2 separate regions of the Bombyx mori genome follow, and region 1 is linked to region 2. The links are chromatin contacts, called in public Hi-C maps. All regions are on one chromosome and are shown on one strand. The core of a region is the stretch at or near the end of the contact, and the rest is flanking DNA. Distances in the headings are between cores, read along the strand shown.

Region 1 (5,083 bases), core at 1,306-3,805, 99 kb before region 2:
ATATTGATATGAGTGTTGGAGTCACTACACCAGTTGTGGGGGCGTTAATGATGAGAATCTTTGTGGGGGTGAGAAATAATAATGTTAATTTTAAATGCCCAGTGAAACGGAGGGGTACAACTAGTACTTTATAAAATCATTTGCACTTTATACTACACAAATTGGATGGTGTAGTGGAATAAAGCAATACTTCCTCAAGTATTTTACAATTAATTTTATTTCTCGTCTTAACAACGGAACGTCTTACCTCTGACACTTTTTCTTGACAACTCACAGACAATGACATAGTAAATACATAGATTAAACTAAACTATTCCGACATGCCCTTTACAAATATTAACTCACCTACACTTGGTTAAAGAAGCCATAGGAACAAACGATGTATTTTCAAACCTAAACATCAGCCCGCTGAGTTTTTCGCCGGATTTTCTCAGCGGGTCATTCGCGAAGCAGCTAGACTTGAGTTGTTAGGTCTCGCTTGGAGGCGCTCGAGTAGTTGTTCGCAAATCCCATCCCTCCTGGCTGAGCCCTTGCTCGCGTCCACTTGTCCTGGTGAAATTGGAAAAGCCTCCGGCCCACAAGTAATCTCTCAAATAAAAACACAAATAAACGACGTCTTTAATCGGTAACATCCGTCACAGGTCTGGAAGGGATATTAGAGAAGAACTTCGTCTTGATGCAGGGCTTGAAACACGACTTGCACAAGAAGCTGGCTGAGCTGAGCGACCGAAATGAATCCGTAAGTAGAATGAGGAGGCGAGTGCGCGCGCACTCCGGACCCACGGGAAGCCGCTGGAGCCAACCCATACTGCATGACATTGGTGGCAACTCTCCCTGACAACTTTACGGTGATGCTAGCCTAAAAATACGGTAGATTACGGTAACTTTTTAATTATTAAATTCGTTAAAACACGTCATACTTCATTCTCTCACTTAAATCAAGTGACTCTATAATCTACTGGACTTCAAGGATCCTCTGAGCTACACGGGGCGTGAATATTAAGTTTAGAGATGTAGGTCTTTTTTCAGTTACAGATGTACCTACAATTTTAGTTGTAAAAACTTAAAATGACATTCAGCAGCTGATGGTCTAGAGCCTCGACTGTATCTTTTCCTAAATTCAACCGCAGACGGTGACGTTATTCGTGAAAAATATTTTCTAAATTCTTTTTACGGTACTTTCCTACAGAATACGTATATAATATTCGATTTTTTTTTAATTCGATCGCCGAAGTGATGTGAGGTTCCATCCGATATAACGTATTCTGAGGCGGCAGTGCTGCTGAATTACAACACACCAACAAGACAACAGCATAGGAAAACAAAACGAGTACTTTGTGCACGCACACAGGGTCAACGGACCCGACGCGAGGGGCGCCCGAAGTCGCCTCTGTTTTTCTGCAAACTTCTTACTTTGGGCAATTTGCTGCGCATTCTAATTGCCCTTTTTCGTGTAATTATGTAAACTAGTGTAAATATTAATAAGACCTAATTTAACATAATTTTAAAACTATAACCAATTGAGCGTTTGGCAACCCTATTCATTAATGCTTTAAACGTGTTATTGTTACCAGATGTCCAGTGCGGTGAACATAGGAGCTCCATACCTGGCTCTGAAGACGTACGAGCCCTCGGCCGTGGAGCGAGCCGAGGATATTATTGAAGCATATAAAAGAGTGCTTAAGTACGTCTACCACATACTTCATCTTTACTGTGCCGCATCGACAACCAATAGTCGGCAATGAGGAAAGTATTCGTTGTCCACCTGCTGTCTTGCCCCTTTTATGTGCTAGTTCAGTGATCAAAATTAGACAAACAGTCATCAAAAACTCAAAGTATAGATTTATTTCAAGTTTCACTTTTATCTTCTGTAATTCATGTCTTGGTAAAGTGACAACCTAAAAAAGTTTATTTATTTCTTATATAGCGCCATCTGTTAGTAATATATGAAACAAAAAAGGTTTTTAAAACATAGTTTTAAATTGTCAATATTAAAAACTACATTTTTTTTCAAATTTTCAGCTGCAACTTGTTAAAATTATTTTTGTTTGTTGATACAAATCTGTAGACCGCAACCTGAACAACGTCATCCACATTGCGACAAAAAAAAAGAAAATTAGACAAATTATATTCTACATGAAATATCTTATTCATGTAATTTCAGATTTATTCCCTCCAGTACGACGATAACTCCTACTGCCAGCCAGTCTTCCACTCCAAGGAACAGTAAAGAAACCAAGTGAAATGATGTTTAACTTTAGAGAAAACAAATAGCCCACTTAGGTTTAAAATATTATATGAAAATCCGGTACAGTTTATAATAAAAACAAAAGATTAGATGTCTATTTTTATTTAGCATTTATTCTACAATACACTAATATAAATAAACCTTAATTAAATAAATAATATTGGATGATCTTTGTATTATTCATTTATAAAAGTAAAATTTCTTTTTAACACATAAAATATATTTTTTCCGACATCAACTAAACGTTCTTGCTGCCATCTAGCAGAAATAACAGTAACTACATAGCTTTTGTCTGAACCAGTTTATGCTTCTATCCTGATACGATCTTTGTGTTTTTATAAAAAATTGGGTTATTTTTCATACAATAGACTTTGTATCTTCTCAAATTACGTATAATATAAAATCACTGCTATGTGACTCTTTTAAGTAATAAATTACGAGACTTCAATTTTAAGAGTATGTACAAACCAAGTTTCATATTGCTACTCAGCGATAGATGGCGCTAGACGCATCATTTAAAGTAATGATTAATATAGAAAAACCAAGAACATTTTATGAACTGTGAAACATTCGTAGTATTTATTATTATTCACTACAATTTAAAATTACGCGCCACTATTATTCTAGAAGATAATATGCTAGGGGTGCTCATTAAAAACTGATAATGAGTAACTTTGCATGGGGAATGCTCTGAGGAATTATTCGAGATGATTCCCTCATCTCCTTTTTATCATCGCACCTCCCGCCATCGGAGCAGAGTTCATCCATATTATCTGGAACCACTGCGTTCATCGACAGTGCGTTTCCAAAGATCTTTTTTGCCACGTACCATCCGGCTTTGGAATGAGCTCCCCTCCACGGTGTTTCCCGAGCGCTATGACATGTCCTTCTTCAAACGAGGCTCGCGAAGAGTTCTTTATGGTAGGCAGCGGCTTGGCTCTGCCCCTGGCATTGCTGACGTCCATGAGCGACGGTGACCACTTACCATCAAGTGGGCCGTATGCTCGTCTGCCTACAAAGGCAATAAAAAAAAATAAAAATAAAAAACACGCAATTATTTTTTATGTGTTGTTATTTTAATTTTAGTATTTAATTTTAATTCTGTTGAATATGGAAGATGTTCCATTAATTCGAAGTCAGCTTCTTGAATGGCAGCCGTCGCAACTCTGGACTTATCTTGGTGTTACTTGGTGAACAAAACTTTAGAGGGTTTGCCACGCTTTTACTTGTGTTTTTTTTATTGCTTAAGTGGGTGGACGAGCTTATGGCCTACCTGGTGTTAAGTGGCTACCGGAGCCCATAGACATTTACAACCTAAATGCCGCCATCTACCTTGAGATATAAGTTCTAAGGTTTCAGTATAGTTACAACGGCTGCCCTTCAAACCGAAACGCATTACTACTTCACGGCAGAAATATGCAGGGTGGGGCTACCCGCGTGGACTCACAAGAGGTCTTACCATCAGTAATTACGCAAATTATAATTTTGCGGGTTTGATTTTTATTACACGATGTTATTCCTTCACCGTGGAAGTCAATCGTGAACATTTGTTGAGTACGTATTTCATTAGAAAAATTGGTACCCGCCTGGGATTCGAACACTGGTGCATCGCTCAACACGAATGCACAGGACCTCTTATCCCTTAGGCCACGACGACATCAGATGTCGCTTTAGGCAATAAGAAAGACGGCGAATGAATGCGGAACACATAGTTTTATTTTTTAAGTGAGAGGAGGGTAGTTACCGGTCGCGACGGCAAAATTAAATAGACTTGTTGTAACTCTGAAGACGTAAGATGTTTATATTTTAGTTAAATAGATTAAGAAAGACGTAATTAAATCAAGTTTGCGTGAAGCCATCGACCGTTTCACTGGCCCAGCTTGAATAGAAAACCCCACAGCTATTTAAAAGAAAACTTAAATAATCAACTTGTGTAAATGTGCATTTTCTCCAATTTTAAATCCGTGAGTCCAGCGGATACATTTTTTATTTTTTTATTTTATTGCTTAGATGGGTAGAACGAGCTCACAGCCCACCTGATGTTAAGTGGTTATTGAAGCCCATGGACATCTACAACGTAAATGCGCCACCCACCTTGAGATATAAGTTCTAAGAGCTCAGTATAGTTACAACGGCTGCCCCACCCTTCAAACCGAAACGCATTACTGCTTCACGGCAGAAATAGGCAGGGCGGTGGTACCTATCCGCGCGGACTCACAAGAGGTCCTACCACCAGTAATTACGCAAATTATAATTTTGCGGGCTTCACTTTTATTACACGATGTTATTCCTTCACCGTGGAAGTCAATCGTGCATTTGTTGAGTACGTATTTCATTAGAAACATTGGTACCCGCCTGCGGGATTCGATCACCGGTGCATCGCTCAACACGAATGCACCGGACGTCTTATCCTTTAGGCCACGACGTCTTCAAATATATCTACGTGCTACTCGTCCGTTTCGGTACTATTACTAATTTTACATTAACGTTTATAGAAACAGATACATAATACGTTATGTATATATAAGATCACGTAGATGGAAACAAAGAGTTGCGAGATGTAATTAGGAAGCCAATCGCTGGAACATTAGTGTCTCGACTCGTCAGGACGTAACGCTTTCTCATTTACTCGCCTCCATCCGTATTGGCCTCACTTTGTTTACTAAACAGGCTAGTTTGGGTTCGTTCAACAATAGTGTTCTGACGCGTCTAGGACCTAATATGTAAGTGTAGATTGTGCTGTGGCTTAATCGGTTTTTATAAGATTATTTTGTACAAAAGAAAACATTCCCTGGTGACATCCGCGACGAATGAACAATCGTTTTAAAAATTTCG
Region 2 (5,154 bases), core at 1,597-4,096:
TAACCGTTGAGATATTAACTATTCTTAAAATTTATCGAAAATTTTAATGAGTATTAAATTCTATTGCACTGTAATAATTGATTTTCGAGAAGTTTTTTTATATAAATTTGCAATAATAAGTACAACTCATACTTACATTTACGTAAATAATTATTGTAAAATGATAAAATATAGATTTTTATAATGTAAATATAATTAAGACCTACTTATGTAATTATAAGTCCGTGTGTGAAGCAAATAAAAAAAAAAATGTATTTTGCTGAGAGGTTCTTCATTTATTAACGTTATCTTTTAGTTTTAAACGAATGTAAATTTGAATAACCTTATCTTCCAAAAACTAGCACTAAGCTAAATATTCTAAATTCACACCTGACATGTTGAGATTGTATTATTTTTCCAAATATGATAGATAATGAATGTAAGTTGAGTACAATTGTTTCTATCAGTTAAAAAATATTTGGTGTCTCCACGACTCGTTAGCAAACTCCCGTGTAAATACCTGCGCCGCACCATTCGGTTGTGTAATGTCCGCGGACCGTCACTACACCAGAGAGGTGAATAAATGTGTTCTTATATGTCATGGAGTTTTTACTTGCACAGAGCATACGTCTTCTTGCTTGTACTGTCGCTCTGTCAACCTTCAGTTGGGGAGCAGGCTGACCTTTATCCTAAGAAATGGGCATATTATATGGCATTTACTATCAGACGAGTTTTTTTTTTTATTGCCTTTGTAGGCAGACGAGCATACGGCCCACCTGATGGTAAGTGGTCACAGTCGCTCATGGACGTCACCAATGCCAGGGGCAGAGCCAAGCCGCTGCCTACCGTAAAAAAAAAGACGAGTTGCTAGCTCGTCATAAGCAACGTACCCCACCTGGTATCAAGGACTACAGGATTCGAACGTAAGTGTCGCCGAGCACCTGCCGAGAACACGATAGTTTCACGGATATAATCATGACCCAGGGTGGCGACACTAACAGAACTTGATACTGCTAGGTACTACCACGGCCACCCGGGTGTGAGCATGGAGTTGTACACCCGTAGCTACTGACCCGCCCTGGCGGACTTACTATTCATCATTAGGATACTTTCACCTAAACAAGCATTGCTTGGTCAAGCCAAATGCTTCTTTAATTTTAATTGCGTCGATTGATGAACGAGCTCACGTTCTACCTGACGATAAGTGGTTACCAGAGCCCACAGACATCACAACGGGAATTAGTAACGGCCCACATGAGACAAATCTCAATCGATCTGTTAATAATTCAGTTAAGGTATATACGAGTGTATTGGTTCTGAATCAGCGGGATATCCTGGATACCAGTGACATCGCCCGGTCGCTGTATTGCGGAGACCGGCATCTTTTCCTGAATCAGCGGGATATCCTGGATACCAGTGACATCGCCCGGTCGCTGCATTGCGGAGACCGGCATCTTTTCTCTGGCGTCGTTATTACTGGTGGTGGGACCTCTTGTGAGTGCGCGCGGGTAGGTACCACCGCCCTGCCTAATTCTGCCGTGAAGCAGTAATGCGTTTCGGTTTGAAGGGTGGGGCAGCCGTTGTAACTATACTTGAGACCTTACAACTTATATCTCAAGGTGTGTGGCGCATTTACGTTGTGAATGTCTATGGGCTCCAGTAACCACTCAACACTGTGGTGGGCTGTGAGCTCGTCCACCAATCTAAACCATAAAAAAAGAAAGAAAAAGTGTTCGGTCGTGACGCTGCGAGTCTGGTTGTAGTGTAGTGTTGATCGCGAAAAAAGCCCTACTTTGCCTGGGACTCCGAGCAGAGATCGGACGTCAAATGAGAGAGTAAAATAGGAGTCGCTTAGTGCGGTAGAGCCCTAAAAATATCCTTGGGCCCGCGGTCTGCTTCCAACATCTTTAGATCGTCAGATCCCACATACACCGCGTGCCCCCGAGGCGGGGAAACCTCGCAGAAGGTTCGACCCCTTGCACGAAAAAAAAAGTATGAATTTAAACTTTATTAGAAAAGCCAACATTATACAAATAAATACCTACTTAAATGTCTCAATAATATCGGTTCACAAACAAACAGAAGTATGTCCAGATTTGAATGGAATTAGGCAATCACCTTTAACGACCATAAGAAAATGTTTTTTTTGTTCTACCTGTGCTGATAGCCTTGAGAGGCTATTTCAGCTTCGCCCTAAGATGTAGGTGAGCTCACGGGGCTCAAATCGGAGTAGTGCTAACACTGACCCTAACAAGAGCAGTGCTTCGCAGAATCTAACACCGGATCGGAAACGCGACCCACTGAGAAAATCCGGCGAGAAACTCTGTGGGCAAAGTATTTATTTACCGACAAACACTAATTTTTTTTGTGATAGAAATTTATAAATATATGAACAGTAATTGAATTAGCATATATGTATAGAAATATTAGATTAGTGTTTTGTTTGATTAGCGAGCTCACGAGAGGCCCGCATTAGCGAGTCTGACGTACGACCGCTCGTTAACCGACGATGTTAACTTTGATTTAACACATTCATTGTACAGTGCAACCCGCCCTTCTTATTTTTCATCGTGTGCTATCTGATTTAAAACTATAATGGGACTAAGTTTGTTAAGAAATTAGTTTTTACATTGCCTTAACAGGAAAGCTCCAGTTTGGGCACGATCCGTATTTCTTTCATTTTTACGGGAAGTGGTGATAGGTAAATGTTTATTGAGAACATTTGCCCGGCCCTCCTCCCCGCCTCCTGTCCGTACGCGTCACAAATAGAACCAGTCGTAAACTTGAAGCAGCAACAGCTCAATATACTGTTGAACATAGTAGCCGGCCGCGGAGTACGCGCACGTAATGAATATTGAATACTCGTCTAGCATTCGTTACGTTAACGGTCGGTGGTCACGTGACGCGGCCGCCGCGACGCTAATGAGCCAAATGAATAATTTGTACCATTCATCTTTTTATTTTGAAGCGTGGTCGCGGCGTGGCCGCAGGAAGTCGCTACGAAAACCGGTAAATTTTATCATGTATAATAGGTACTGGTGGTTGAAATGAATTGAGATACAAAAACAGTATCATACCGTTCTGTTGCGTTCAAGTTGGGAGCGTGGGTGACCACTCACCATCAGGTGAGCCGTGTGCTAGTTTGCCTACAAGGGCAATAAAAAATACCCAATGCAAATTTAAAAATAAAAATAACATTACATAAGGAACACATAATATAACACATAATGCAGGTTGGATACGACCAATTAGCGACAGTCCTAGGGGATGCCTAGGACTGTCGCTTTCAAGTCATGACGTACAGTTGTTTCGTGGCAGAAATAGTTAAGACGATAAATACAAATTCCTATTATTTCAAAGCAGAACTCAGATAGAATCTACTATTTTCTCAAAGATAAACGTGCTTGGAATGTCAGAACGAATGATTAGTGTGATACAAATATATTTTAATGTTTTGTGTAAGCGCCATCTATTGACGAGTGGCAAAATTAAAAATTAAACAATTTTCAGATCTTATACATTCACTTTATTTTAGATATAGTAGTATTAAAGTATTTTACAGATAATCGTACTTTTATGAATGGTATTTTTGTTGCTGTCTTCTTCGGTTTTAGCACGTCTGAGACTGATTCAAACCACCCTTTACGATAAAATTATGCATTTCTTCTGCCATTTTTACTATTCCTTACGTTTCAAACGTTTCAAACATACGTTTCAACACACTTCTCTTGGTCAGGACCAGTCAGGACGACTGGAACCTTCTTTCATGGTCGACTGTTATACTCGTTTATTGCGCTAGTCACCGTCTAATTTTATAAAAATTTCTTTAAATTTCAATGAATTAACTCATTATTACAATAAAGGCACGCGTAATCATAAATATTTTTTTAATATTTAATATACACATAAATGAATAAAAACAATTTTTTATGTTCACCCAATTGCATTCAATTAATATCAATACAATTCTTTAACTCAGATAAGAAATCTCTATTAAAATAATTTACTTCGTTAGTTCCGCTACTAGCCGTCGGGGTTCTACCGTCGCGTCTGGATTTTAATTACGGTCGCGGCCCGGGGCGGCGCGCCGCGTCACAATTTGCAAGTCAAAGCCGCTGAAAAAACCCTAAAACAGCCGACACACAGCCCTTTGGCATTCCGACGGATTATACAACCGTGGAGATGCTGTGTGAGTTTAAAGAGTCGTGTTCTAAATCATCTTAAGTATGTGTAAGTAGGTGTAAACGGTAGGCAGTGGCTTGGCTCGGCTCTTGGTATTGCTGAAGTCCATGGGCGACGGTAACCACTTACCACCAGGTATGCCGTCTCGCGTGGCCGTATGCTCGTCTGCCTACAAGGGCAATAAAAAAAAAAGGTGTATGATGTTCAACTTCGCCACGGTTCTTAGATCTATTGGAATAGTTCGTTCTGTTACAATCAGTGGGTGAAGTTGCGATGTCTTCAGGAGATTGAGAAGTAATCGTTTGTTGGCACTATAGTTAACTTCAAGCGTTCAAGTAGTCATAGAAATAAACAACCGGCTGAGCCGTATCTAGATGATTTGAACTCAAACTCTTTGGGAATAGATAACTCTGTTTTATATCAGTGTACTTGATAACAAACGTTTTAATTTTAATGAAATGATGAATACTAACAAACGTGGTGGATGATGTCGATCACGAGTCGGTGCTGTGTCCACTGCACAAGCTTCACAGGTACTTCCTTGGGGTTCGTACCGGTTTTAGTCCAATTACAACCGAACCGATTTATCGATACGTCGTTTACCAATTATTTACCTAGTATGATATAACCTTTTACCCTTGAACCTGATATAATTTGCCTCGTCTAAATTCATATTAAGAAAACATATATATTTGTCGTCTCCACGGCATTCATTAGGCTATCCGAACTCTCGCGGAGGTGAATTTCGTTAAGACTCATTTGTTTTGTAGTAATTGTGAGATATGAGCGTCCCTGCTCCCCTACCCCCCTCCCCCGGCCCCCCCCGACACGCCCCGCGACCTTATTGCGTTCATTATCTCTTTAAGCAGACATTCTATTCTACGATCACAAAATTTCAATATGAGTTACCACCCGTTCAATGTAATGCTAATTACTAGGCTCCACTTCGTTTCGTGGTAACGGTGAAACGGGAGCTATAGGTAATAAAATGTT

The links. Hi-C and Micro-C count contacts between places; a contact is called where the count stands out from the background.
Region 1: a contact with region 2 is called in a Hi-C map of posterior silk gland, with 3 times the contacts expected there. The contact joins two enhancer-like sites. A contact is called at or near these places in 5 of 7 Hi-C or Micro-C datasets (middle silk gland, midgut, posterior silk gland and 1 more).

What each region holds. Positions count from the first base shown.
Region 1 is chr28:218,678-223,760 of ASM3026992v2, reverse strand. LOC105842604 reads left to right here. Exons shown (of 16, transcript XM_062676758.1): 14 at 642-739; 15 at 1,575-1,684; 16 at 2,165-2,337. The coding sequence ends at 2,243. Among protein-coding and RNA genes, the nearest start is that of LOC105842604, 14 kb to the left of the region's middle. Within about 2 kb of position 2,555, at least 3 of the 8 cell types and tissues checked have open chromatin away from gene starts, as enhancers often do.
Region 2 is chr28:119,968-125,121 of ASM3026992v2, reverse strand. It overlaps LOC101739054 (retinal homeobox protein Rx1), which reads left to right. Exons shown (of 4, transcript XM_004933525.5): 4 at 1-263. Among protein-coding and RNA genes, the nearest start is that of A1, 16 kb to the right of the region's middle. Within about 2 kb of position 2,846, at least 3 of the 8 cell types and tissues checked have open chromatin away from gene starts, as enhancers often do.